2 separate regions of the Sus scrofa genome follow, and region 2 is linked to region 1. Evidence: chromatin contacts called from public Hi-C data. All regions are on one chromosome and are shown on one strand. The core of a region is the stretch at or near the end of the contact, and the rest is flanking DNA. Distances in the headings are between cores, read along the strand shown. Region 1 holds the start of DTWD1 (DTW domain-containing protein 1). Region 2 holds the start of FGF7 (fibroblast growth factor 7).

Region 1 (5,498 bases), core at 1,979-4,478:
ATCCTTAACTCAATTCCGTATGTAAGATTCCTTCTGTCATAGAAGAAAACATATTTATAGGATCTGGAGCGTGGGATGTAGACATCTTCGGTGGGAGTGAAGGTGGTCATTGTGCTATCTACAACACTCTCATTTACCTTTTCTCAGGAAGCTACTAGAAGATATGGTTTATGAAAACAAATGATTAAACAAAGAAAAAGGAAACAAGGGATCCAACACAGGAGAGCAGTATTGGATTAGTAAAAAGCAAGCAATACTGAATGAACTAGAGATTGTAATGCTTTTGAGGGATTATCTGGATAGAAAAAATCTGCTAGATTAGTTGATGTGTTTGTGATGTTTTGTCACTTTGGCAGAGTTTCTGAGGACAGATTATTTATAAGTACATAAAAATATGACAATTATTAAGACAAAGGAAGGTTAAAGATTGTATTAGAAGATAATGTCATATGTGGCTCAGGGTTGAACAGTACTTACAAATGTTAATTTAAACAAAAATCATGATATTACTACATTGAGAGATGAGAGGATAAGAAGCATGTGTGGGGGTAGGGAGAGAAGGAATATTCAACACTTGGGGGTAGTGTTATAAAAGAGATTTATCATTGACCTCCATAGGAGAAAGTCAATGGAAAATGTCCTGAAAAATCAGGAAGTTGCAGTATATTTTGCCATTTGTAGTATATAACAGAAGAAAACCTGAAAATTCTTGAAAAAAATTTCCTTTTGAGAGAACTGAAAACTGGGGACCACAGGGTTTTGGTTAAAAGCCTAGAATGTGGCAAGCTATTATTGCTTATCAATACATGTACATTTCAGTACTTCCTCCTGTGGCTCAGCGGGTTAAGAACCTCACTAGTATCCATGAGGATGAGGGTTCGATTCCCGGCCTTGTTTAGTGGGTTAAGGATCCAGCATTGCCGCAAGTTGTAGTGTAGGTCAAAGATGTGGCTTGGATCTGGTGTTGCTATGGCTGTGGCACAGGCCAGCAGCAACTCTGATTTGACCCCTAGCCATATGCTGCAGGTGTGGCCCTAAAAAAAAATATATATCTATATATACATATATATATCTATGCATATATATCTTTCTCTACATTTCTCAGGCTCACTTATAGTTCCCTTATAATCCCTTAGTGGGGACCCTGGACTAAATTCTGGCCAATGAAATCTGGGCAGAGTGCTCTATGTCATTTTTAAGGCTGACCTCTAAAACTTTTTGTGCAATTCACCATGCTTTCTGGTCATGTAAGCTGTGGACCCCAAGTTGTAGGAGACAGCAGAACTATTAAAAATAGAAACTTACATGTTTGAGTTTAACATTTCATCTGACTAGTAACAGTAGATTTCTTGTGAGAAATAAGTTTTTTGCATTAAACCACTGAAATTTTGAGGTTTTTCTCAACAGCAATAAATTCACTGTGCTGTTTTTGTTTTTTAAACAGCCTCAAATTCCTTGACAATCTTTTTTTTCTTTTCTTTTCTTTCTTTTTTTTTTTTTGCCACACCCATGGCATGTGGAAGGTGCTGGGCCAGGGTTCAAAACCTAGCCACAGCAGCAACCCAGGCTGCTGCAGTGACAATGCTGGATCCTTAACCCCCTTGTGCCACAGGAGAACTCTCCTTGACAATCTTCTGAGAAGTAGCACCTATGTCCTCTCTCTTAAAATCTGGACATATCTCGAAACTCACTTATAATCAAAAGAATGTGAGATAAATGATGCTATGTTACTTTTAGGAACTAAATTAGAAAAGAACATGTAGTTTCTGCCTTGCTTATTGCAACCCTTGACAAAGCTAAAAAGTCTGATTACCCCAATGCCGTATCGTGAGGAAGCCCAGGCCACATGGGGAAGCTACACACAGGAGCTCTGCTAGCATTCATAGTTTTCCCAGCTGACTTTTATCAGAAAAAAATTTGTTCCGCTGTGCTCTACTGAACTAAAGCCATATTTTTGAATAATTTATTACATAGCTATTATAACCTGATACTCTGATTAATAAACAGAATGATTTGCTTTTTTAATCCGTGCACTTGAATTAAAGTAGTTAAAAAAGATAAAGGTGTGAATTACTTATTCTTGGCTTGGAGACTTTGCTATTGCTATTAGTCTTTCCCCCTAAAGCAGTGACTTTCAAATTTTCTAAAAGAGAAACACACAATGAGAAATACATTTTATAAACATGACCTAGTGCACACATTCATGCATATATATAATTTAAAACTCCATAAAGTAATACTTAACTTTACCAAGTACCATGCATGGATATTTCCACAGTAGACCATCTCAATTTTTAAAAAGTGTAGTTGTGACTAAATAGATTTCCTTGCTCAGAAATGGGACTTCCCCACCAGTGGTACCCACACTGAATAACTCTGAACAACACAGCCCTAAGCCACAATTATTCTTCAAGGCTTTACACAAGTCCAGTCAATAAGCCTTCACTGACTACTCCACTCTGAGCTCTTCTGAAATTCGTGTAATTTACTAGTCATACTGTGTCTTCTGTACTGTGTAACGATATCTTTAAGGTCCTCTAAGTCAAGGTTCTGTCTTTTTCTCTCTCAGTTGCTAAATTCACAGTATTCAATACATTGCTCAATACCTGGCCACTTTTTCCACATCTCACGATTGTTAACACGCATTCATTCTGTTTGGATTTTCTTTAGGTTGGGGCAAGGGAAGATGGCTTAATAATCTATCCACATATTATGCTTAATTTCAAACGGGAAAAGTGAACAAAGTAGTGCAACTCTACATGAGTGTGTAGTTTAGCAAACAAAATCATCAAGATATATAATTTCTCTAATAGCTTTCATTACTACTCAGCGCACAAAATATTTCTCCTGACAGTCATTTAAAAAAAAGTAATAGAACAAAGTTCCCACGATTAAAATATTTGGGATATTGGAAATGGGAAAGTTCTGTAGGAACCGCATGTTTCACAACTTACTGCAACTACACCTTGACCGTACATTTCGAGAACCGCATCGCACTTTGGCGGTCCCGGCCAGTTCGTAGAAGGGAGCTCAGCGGAGGGCTGGCAGGGGTCTTAAGGCCCATCCTTACCCTGTCAAGGCCAGCTGTTCCAACTCCTCTCTCCGGAAAAGGGCAACACCACAGACTCGCGCAGAGGCTGAGGCGGGACTTCCCGTCTAACCCCGCCCCGCGGTCCTCCCCACCCGTTACCTTCGCCCTCAGGGCTGGCTGAGCCCGGCCCTAGCAACCGCCTTGGCAACGGTCGGGCTCCTCCCTCTGGTGTCGCCCGGAAAGCGCTCCGCCGCTCCCAGTTGCTACCGGGGCCGGGTGCGCGCCTCCGGCTCGGGCTGAGCGGAAGACGCGTGGAGCTGTGCGGCGACCCGCGGGCTGTGCAGGTCTGAGTCCCACTGCGATCCCTCGTGCCCGCCCCGCGCCTCTGGGGACCGGTGGTTTGGCCGGAGCGGGGCAGCTGCCGGAGTGGACGCTCCTTGGCAGGGCCGTAGCGGAGGTCGTGCGGAGCGTCGCTTGTGAGCGGGGCCCTGGTCCCTGCTCGGGCGCTTGCGTTTTTTAAGATCTTCAGGGCCCTTTGGGGAAAAGGCGTACGAATTTTTCCTCCAAAAACATTTTTTTTTTCACCTAACAATTATTTTCAGTGCTTTCCACCCCAAGAAAAGTCTGTCCAGGAAAAGTTAGTCCTTTTGGAAGTCTATTCTTTATTTTTTAGTGTTGGAGTGGTTTGCGGGGCATTGATTATCACGAAGAAACTTGGTAGACAGCGTGCCATGCAGTGTATTTAAAATACTAAAATTTTGATTACATAATAAGCAAAAAATCTGCTCCTTATGTTTGAATTATTTCTTGGGAAGGTAGTACAAGTCAGGAAGAATGTTAACACTGCAAGCTGCCAATTCCACGAAGTTGGATAATAAAGTCGCCACTTGGCTCAAAACCACAATATTTAAGAATTATTTCTGTTGGAACCCTAGTGTACCATGAAAAACTAAGACAAGACTGACCGTCTACCACATGGTGGGTGGGGAGTTGTTAGTGTGTATTGAGAAGGTGATACCTTGGATTTAAAAAAATGGGTATTGGACCTGTGCATGTGTGACCTGGTTCTTAAAAATACTCTGGCGGGGGAGGGGGGGGATGAAGTGGATTTTACCTAGTTTTGAATAGGTCTGAAGTACAGGATAGGGGCGTTTTCTATGATGTTCCTCTGGGAAGTGAGTTAATTTTCCTTTATTATTTAACACCCCCACCAAAAAAAAATTTTGCAATTCTGCCATTTCTGCTAGGCTGCATATGGCCTGTAAAGATTTATCAGATACTTCAGTAGCAGATGCATAGTGGATGCTTCTTTTTCAGAATGGTTTTCATTTAGTTAACAAGTATTTGTTGAATTCCATGCTGCATAAGACACAGGGATAAGGAAGATCTGTCAAGAATTATGCTCTTGGAGAGTTGACTGCTAGGAGGGATAGCTTCACTGAAAAGGTAATTCCAAATTAAAGTACGTTTTTCCGTGTTAAATATATGGAACCAGTAATAAGTACACAAAAGTAAAAAGGTGTAAGAGATTGCCATGGGCTATCTAGAGTCCTGACTTTGAGACTAAAAATAGAACATTATGTATAAGGTAGAATTGATAGAACTTGCTCGTGCAATTAATTTTGGAGGTAAAGAGGGTAGAAGGAGAAAAAATTGGTTTGTTTTCACCCCAAGTTGTAGAACGATGGGTACACCAGTAAGGTAAACATATTTGTTATTATCTTAGGAATAAAGTGTTTTTATGTTTTCTCAATTACCCCCACAACTCCACTTGTATTTCTCACACGTATTTGATGTTAACAAGCATGTTTGGAAGGTTTTGAGTCATCATGTTTGCAACAGAAGATGTGTACATATTAGAGACAGGCTGTTGGTGAGGTTGAGACAGATATCCTGGTTGTACAGTTTTAGAGACCTTTGGAAGGAGCTACCCATGACTTAACAGCTGTAGGCCTCTTCTGTAGCCACCTCAGCCATAGGTGAGAAGTAGGTGAGGCAAGGAGAGGAGCCATAGACATTTCCCTTTCACTGTCTCAAGGTATTTGTGTTGTTTGATTTTGTAGAGGAGGGATGTTTTATATAAGGCTTTGCTAATATTAATTTAGTTATATGGATAGAAGGAAGGCAAAAATATAGGGGGATATTTCTGAGGCATCTCAGGAGGAGTGCACTTTGAGGCTGTAAAAAAACTTACCAGGAGTTTTCTATTGAATGTCAGGCAATCATGTTGTCTTTCATGACATCCACCTTGGAAACTGCATAACTCTCCACAATGCCTAGACCCTATGGTGGCACGTGCAAACCCCTCAATAGCTACTGGAGTACCCAGGGAAATGGAGTTAGGGTGAATTAGTCCAGTTCGATTTCTTTGTTAGGATGAGTCCCAGATGTTAGGATGAGTCCCATGATCTGGATAACTCTAGACTATTACAGCCTAAGAATGTTTGTAAGAACCTCAGGCAACACC
Region 2 (5,498 bases), core at 2,113-4,612, 140 kb before region 1:
AAAGATCAAACTCCTTGACATAGCCCGCGAGGACCCTCCTTGCCTCTCCAGCCTATTCACAAAGCAAAGTCCCTTTCATTCTCTCTCCTAGAGCCTACTGGTGTTTCATTGTTGAAAGAACTCCTACCCTTCAAACTGCAACTCCACTGGTATTATCACAGAGAAACTTCCCCTGTGGCCATTTATTGTAGACACTCATGGCACTATGCACCTTTTCTTTAGAGTACTTGTCCACGATGGTCATTTTTTTCTCATGAGAAATCCAACTACAATATTATGCCATTTTCATCTGTCAGATTAGCAAAATCCCCAAAGTTTGACAATACGCCATACTGAATAAGCACTCTTAAGTACTGTGAGTGAGACTGTAAAACTAGTGCAACTTCTGTGAGGGTATACTGGCAATATCTACACAAATTTTATTTATACACACATATATAAAATTTGACAGAGACAAACTCTGGAAATGAATCCTGTTTGCACAGTCAAAAATGATACTTTTGTAACTTAATTCACTGCAGCATTTCTTTTTTGCAACAGAAAAAGACCAGAAAAAAATAAGTGTTCAACAATAGGAGGCTCATCAAATACATTGTGATTTACCCATTCAATGGGGGTACTATACAGCTTAAAAAAGGTGAGGAAATTTCCTAGATACCAAGATGGGAAGATTTTCTATTTTTATTTTGTAAAAAATGAAACATGCCAAACATTGTGTATGATATGCTACCTTTTTATATAAAGAGGAAAAGTAAAAGAGGTATACATACACATATGTATTCAACTTGTCTATATATGGATGGAAAGCTCTGTAAAGATACATCAGCAACTAATAAGAATGATTATGTATATTTTGGGGAAAGAATGGTAACTAGGAGGATGGGGAACAGGATAGTATGTCAGAGTGTACTGTAATGAAAATATTTAATGATGTTCCATTCTACAATTACATTATACATACTTATGAATTGTGGCACATGTTTAAAATTGCTGAAATGCAAAATTTATTAAATAAAAGTTATTTTGCATCATTTACTTCTTCATGAAATAGAAGTTAGTCATTACTTCAACAACTGCCTATGTTTTTATGATATTCACTGAAATAGATTCTTTGTATTCTTTTCATATATTCTATTCCCAAATTAAACTAGACAAGTACTAGGCCTTGTTTCTTTCTAAAGAATCCCAAGTGATTATCTTTTCTAGGACATTTTTTTAAGCCAATTTTTAGAAAGAGATGCAGGAATTCTTTGTTTTAAAAATATAATCCTTTGTTTTATAAATTAAAACTCAGGAGACAGAAGTGTTTCCAATTAAAAATGAAGTTAACTCAATCTGGAAACAACCAGACATTCGGCAAATATTTTCTGTGCTTAGCCTATCACTATATGTACATTAAAACAAGAGCAATAAATACCTGTCAATGTTATTAGTACTAAGAACTTAAAAAAAAACAGAGGGTTAACACATCTAGAGACATCTACATTGCTCTTGGTTTCTGGAGAATCCCTCTTGATAATAAGGGCATAAGTGAGGTGCTTCATTTTATTAGCTGTGATGCTAGTCAAAAAGATTGTGGGCTCATCCTGAGTTAATTATTCTCCATTACGGAAACTGATAATCAAAGGATACAAATACAGTTTCCTTGGTGAGACTTAATCCACTCATTAAGGGATCATATTTTCAAATCACAGAATACAATGGCATCTAATAAATTTAGGGTACAGAGATTACAATTTCATACTTTGTTTCCTATTTTACAATTAACCCTACATAGCAGATTTTTAAAAAGCACTAAGCACTCTTCATCAACAAACAATCCATTTCTTTATTTAAGTCTTGAGCATTAAATTAGCAAATTTTGACTTCTGATCTATTGATTTCTTAGTATTAAATCTATAGGGTCAGTGTTGAATAGATGGATTTAGTAACTCCTGGATATATTAACAAGTGAATGGTTAATAATTTTTATTTCTTTAGAAGGAATATCCAAGTCCTAGGCGTTCTGACCCTGCTCATTACTATTCCCTGCAAAATAAATGGAGGTATGATTCAGAGCACGGCAGCATCATATTTTCTTTTTTTCTTCTATTCCTTCTTATAAAGAAATACATGATGGAATATTTTGTAGCCATCTAGCTTTCTACAGAGGAAAATATGGAAAGGCCACCTTCTTCTGCTATAATAAATGTAGAAATTTCATATTTGTTGCCTAGAGAATAACTAAGTGCATTAAAACTATTTCTGTGCTCTTGATTCTATTCCCCAAAAGCACAGACATATAGGGAAACTACATAAAGTATAATGCAATTGAATGCACTTAATTTCCTTTTCCTATTCGGTCTACATGCACCACCTGGTGGTAGAGTAGTGCATTTCAAGTACTGTGCGTGTGTGTGTGTGTGTGTGTGTGTGTGTGTGTGTGTGTGTGTGTGTGAGAGAGAGAGAGAGAGAGAGAGAGAGAGAGAGAGAGAGAGAGAGAGAGAGAGAGAGCGTGCATGCAAGCGCACGCTGGGGGTATTAACATGGGGAAGAGAATTTGAATATATATTCCTAAATATTGATTTAGATTAACAATGCAATTATTTTGCAACAGATATCTCATAAAACATTAGAACGCTACTATATACACACTAGAGCAGGAAGGCAAAATAGCTTTCTTTTATTTACATGGGCTATAGCTCTTAAAATTACATCCCTAAAGTAATATTTATTACGTTGATGTTCTTACTGAGGGCAAGAATCAAACACTGATAACCAATATAGAACTAAATACTTATTTTTGATTTTTAAGAAGAATAATTTAAAAAGCATGTATCTTCCTTCTTATATTAGTTGTTAGTATGAGTAATGAGTTACAGAATTTTAAAACTACAAGGTACCATAGAGTCATTGAGATTAATTTTACAATGTAGCAGCTGAGATTCAGAAAGGCCAGGTGACTTGCCTAAGGTCATACTGGTAATTAGTAGCCCAACTCAAATAAGAACATAGGTTTTCTTACTTTAAGTCTAGGAATATAGGACATAAGATTATACTCAAAGGCAATGCTGAAATATCTCTGTATGAAGAGATATACCCATAACTCTTGAAGACACTAAGATGTGAATTAATACATATAAGTAGTTTTATTCTAACATTCTGAATAAAAACATGTGATAGTAGAAATGCATGCACCATAAAGCTGTGGAAAAGATTTCCTACTAAAAAATTCCCTTACATATAGTTCAAAGGAATATTTTTCAACTTATATACAACTGCTATATTATAAAGACAGTCTAAAAAATTCTCTTTCCCCTTCTAACTGCTTCAGAATCAGAGATTAGTTTCTACAACGTAGGTACCCATTTATAGATTTAAGCATAAACCATGTTCATAGCTCCCTCTCATGACCATTGAATGAATACTATACAAGCCTCCTTTATTCTCGCTGTTGTATTCAACTAACAGCTCACTGGTTAAGTTTTAATTGCTTCCAATGAGGTCAGCAAAGGTATTTATCGAAAAGCCCTGAATAAAAGGCTCCACACACACATACACAAGCTCACACGCGCTCACACACACAGAGAAAATCCTCTTGCCTGTTGATTTATGGAAACAATTATGATTCTGCTGGAGAATTTCTCAGCTGAGAAATAGTTTGTAGCTACACTAGAGAAGCTCAAGTTGCACAAGGCAGACAACAGACATGGAATTCTTGTGTATCCAGCTGTTATCAACAGAACAAGTAAGTGGCTGTTATTTGTCTTTAAAAACAATGCTGAATGTTTGTGAGTAGTTTATCTCTTTCTCTGGTTTTAGTACTAAGGGGAAAAGTAAAGTGACTAGCTTTTTGAGCCTTGTGATTATCTATAGTAATTATGCTGTAGAACTTACATAAAGATAAGGTTGAAATTCTCCAGAGCAATCCTGACATTTAACTTGAGAAATGTAGGCTGTTCAGGAGAAAATAAATGACAAACCACAAATGTAAAAGAATAAAAAAATCTAGAGAAAAACATTTATATTTTGTTAATAGTAGTTTTAGAACTGAATTTAAATAAATAGCTCTAATTGCAGGATGTTTCTTATGAAATAGGAACTAGAATGAATGGTACAACCCCATTCTGATTTGTCTCTACTAATGCTTAACTTTCATAAATCTACAGAGTAGTAAAGACATTGACATACTCTGTGAAAGCTGTTTTAAATGCATCTTCACAGTGTGAATAACACAGTATGTTCTAATACTATTTACCCACTGACATTTATACATACAATTTTTCATCTTCTTCTCTTTCTTCCCTCCCCATTTGTTAACCTCTCATTGCAAACAGAAGTCAAGTAGCAAACAGCATCGCAGCAACTAAGCTTATTACAACCTGTTTTTATAAGGATATACCAACAGATTTACTTAAGGAGGAATTCTATATTGTTATCAGGAACTAAAGGATAAGGCTAACAATTTGGATAGTGCAACTACTCGTTCTTAAATCCATCTACAATTCACAGATAGGAAGAGGTCAGTGACCTAGGAGCAACGATCAACTCAAGATTTAATTTTCATTATGTTATTCATGAACACCCGGAGCACTATACTATAATGCGCAAATGGATACTGACATGGATCCTGCCAAGTTTGCTCTACAGATCATGCTTCCACATTATCTGTCTGGTGGGCACTTTATCTTTGGCATGCAATGACATGACTCCAGAGCAAATGGCTACAAATGTGAACTGTTCCAGCCCTGAGCGACATACAAGAAGTTATGATTACATGGAAGGAGGGGATATAAGAGTGAGAAGACTCTTCTGTCGAACACAGTGGTATCTGAGGATTGACAAACGAGGCAAAGTCAAAGGGACTCAAGAGATGAAGAACAATTACAGTAAGTAATGTTTTATTTATGGCACAGCTTATGAGCCTTAACGACTTGTGAAAGGATCACTTTCCAAGTGACTTGTCTTTTCAGTTTCCTTTTTTTTTTTTTGAAAAAAATTAAATATCATTATTTATTTTCTAAATTGGGATGGTTAAACTATGTTCCTAAAATATCTCCTGGAACGGAGCAAATCTACTAATATTATAGTTGGAGGTAATAACCCAAGCCAATTTGAAAATATAGTCTCTACAACCTTAGTTCAAAGTGCTTTTATGTTAAGGGAAATGTAAATGATATTATTCATACTGAAATGTGATTTATTGTCTTCTAGCAAAACCCATTAGGAACTCTAATAGAGTACTCAGTAAATGCTCATCAAAATTAACTTACCATTAGTTTGAGGAATAGAGAATTTTTTAAAAATAATTTGATTTCCCTTGAAAAAATATTCCTAGGGTGTAAAATATTGAATTGTGCTAAAAATGTATTCAGTGACATATACAACTCTGTACAGTTATAAAACAGAAGTGAATCTGTGGTATCCTTTTCTGATAATGTCATAATGAGCTTGTATTTGATTGCTTAATTATTTACCTAGCACACAAATAGGCTCCTTCTAACATTTTATTTAACTAA

What was found. Hi-C and Micro-C count contacts between places; a contact is called where the count stands out from the background.
Region 2: a contact with region 1 is called in a Hi-C map of embryonic fibroblasts, with 1.8 times the contacts expected there. The contact joins the promoter of FGF7 here to the promoter of DTWD1 in region 1. A contact is called at or near these places in 2 of 47 Hi-C or Micro-C datasets (embryonic fibroblasts and subcutaneous adipose tissue) and 1 of 2 datasets of contacts at active chromatin or transcription factors (skeletal muscle).

Annotation. Positions count from the first base shown.
Region 1 is chr1:122,137,052-122,142,549 of Sscrofa11.1, reverse strand. It overlaps DTWD1 (DTW domain-containing protein 1), which reads left to right and starts at 3,228. Exons shown (of 5, transcript XM_021073763.1): 1 at 3,228-3,375; 2 at 4,400-4,477. FAM227B (protein FAM227B) reads right to left here and starts at 3,207. Exons shown (of 16, transcript XM_021073744.1): 1 at 3,071-3,207.
Region 2 is chr1:122,276,569-122,282,066 of Sscrofa11.1, reverse strand. It overlaps FGF7 (fibroblast growth factor 7), which reads left to right and starts at 3,362. Exons shown (of 4, transcript XM_021073771.1): 1 at 3,362-3,727; 2 at 4,492-4,868. The coding sequence starts at 4,583. The region is part of intron 11 of FAM227B (protein FAM227B); the gene reads right to left.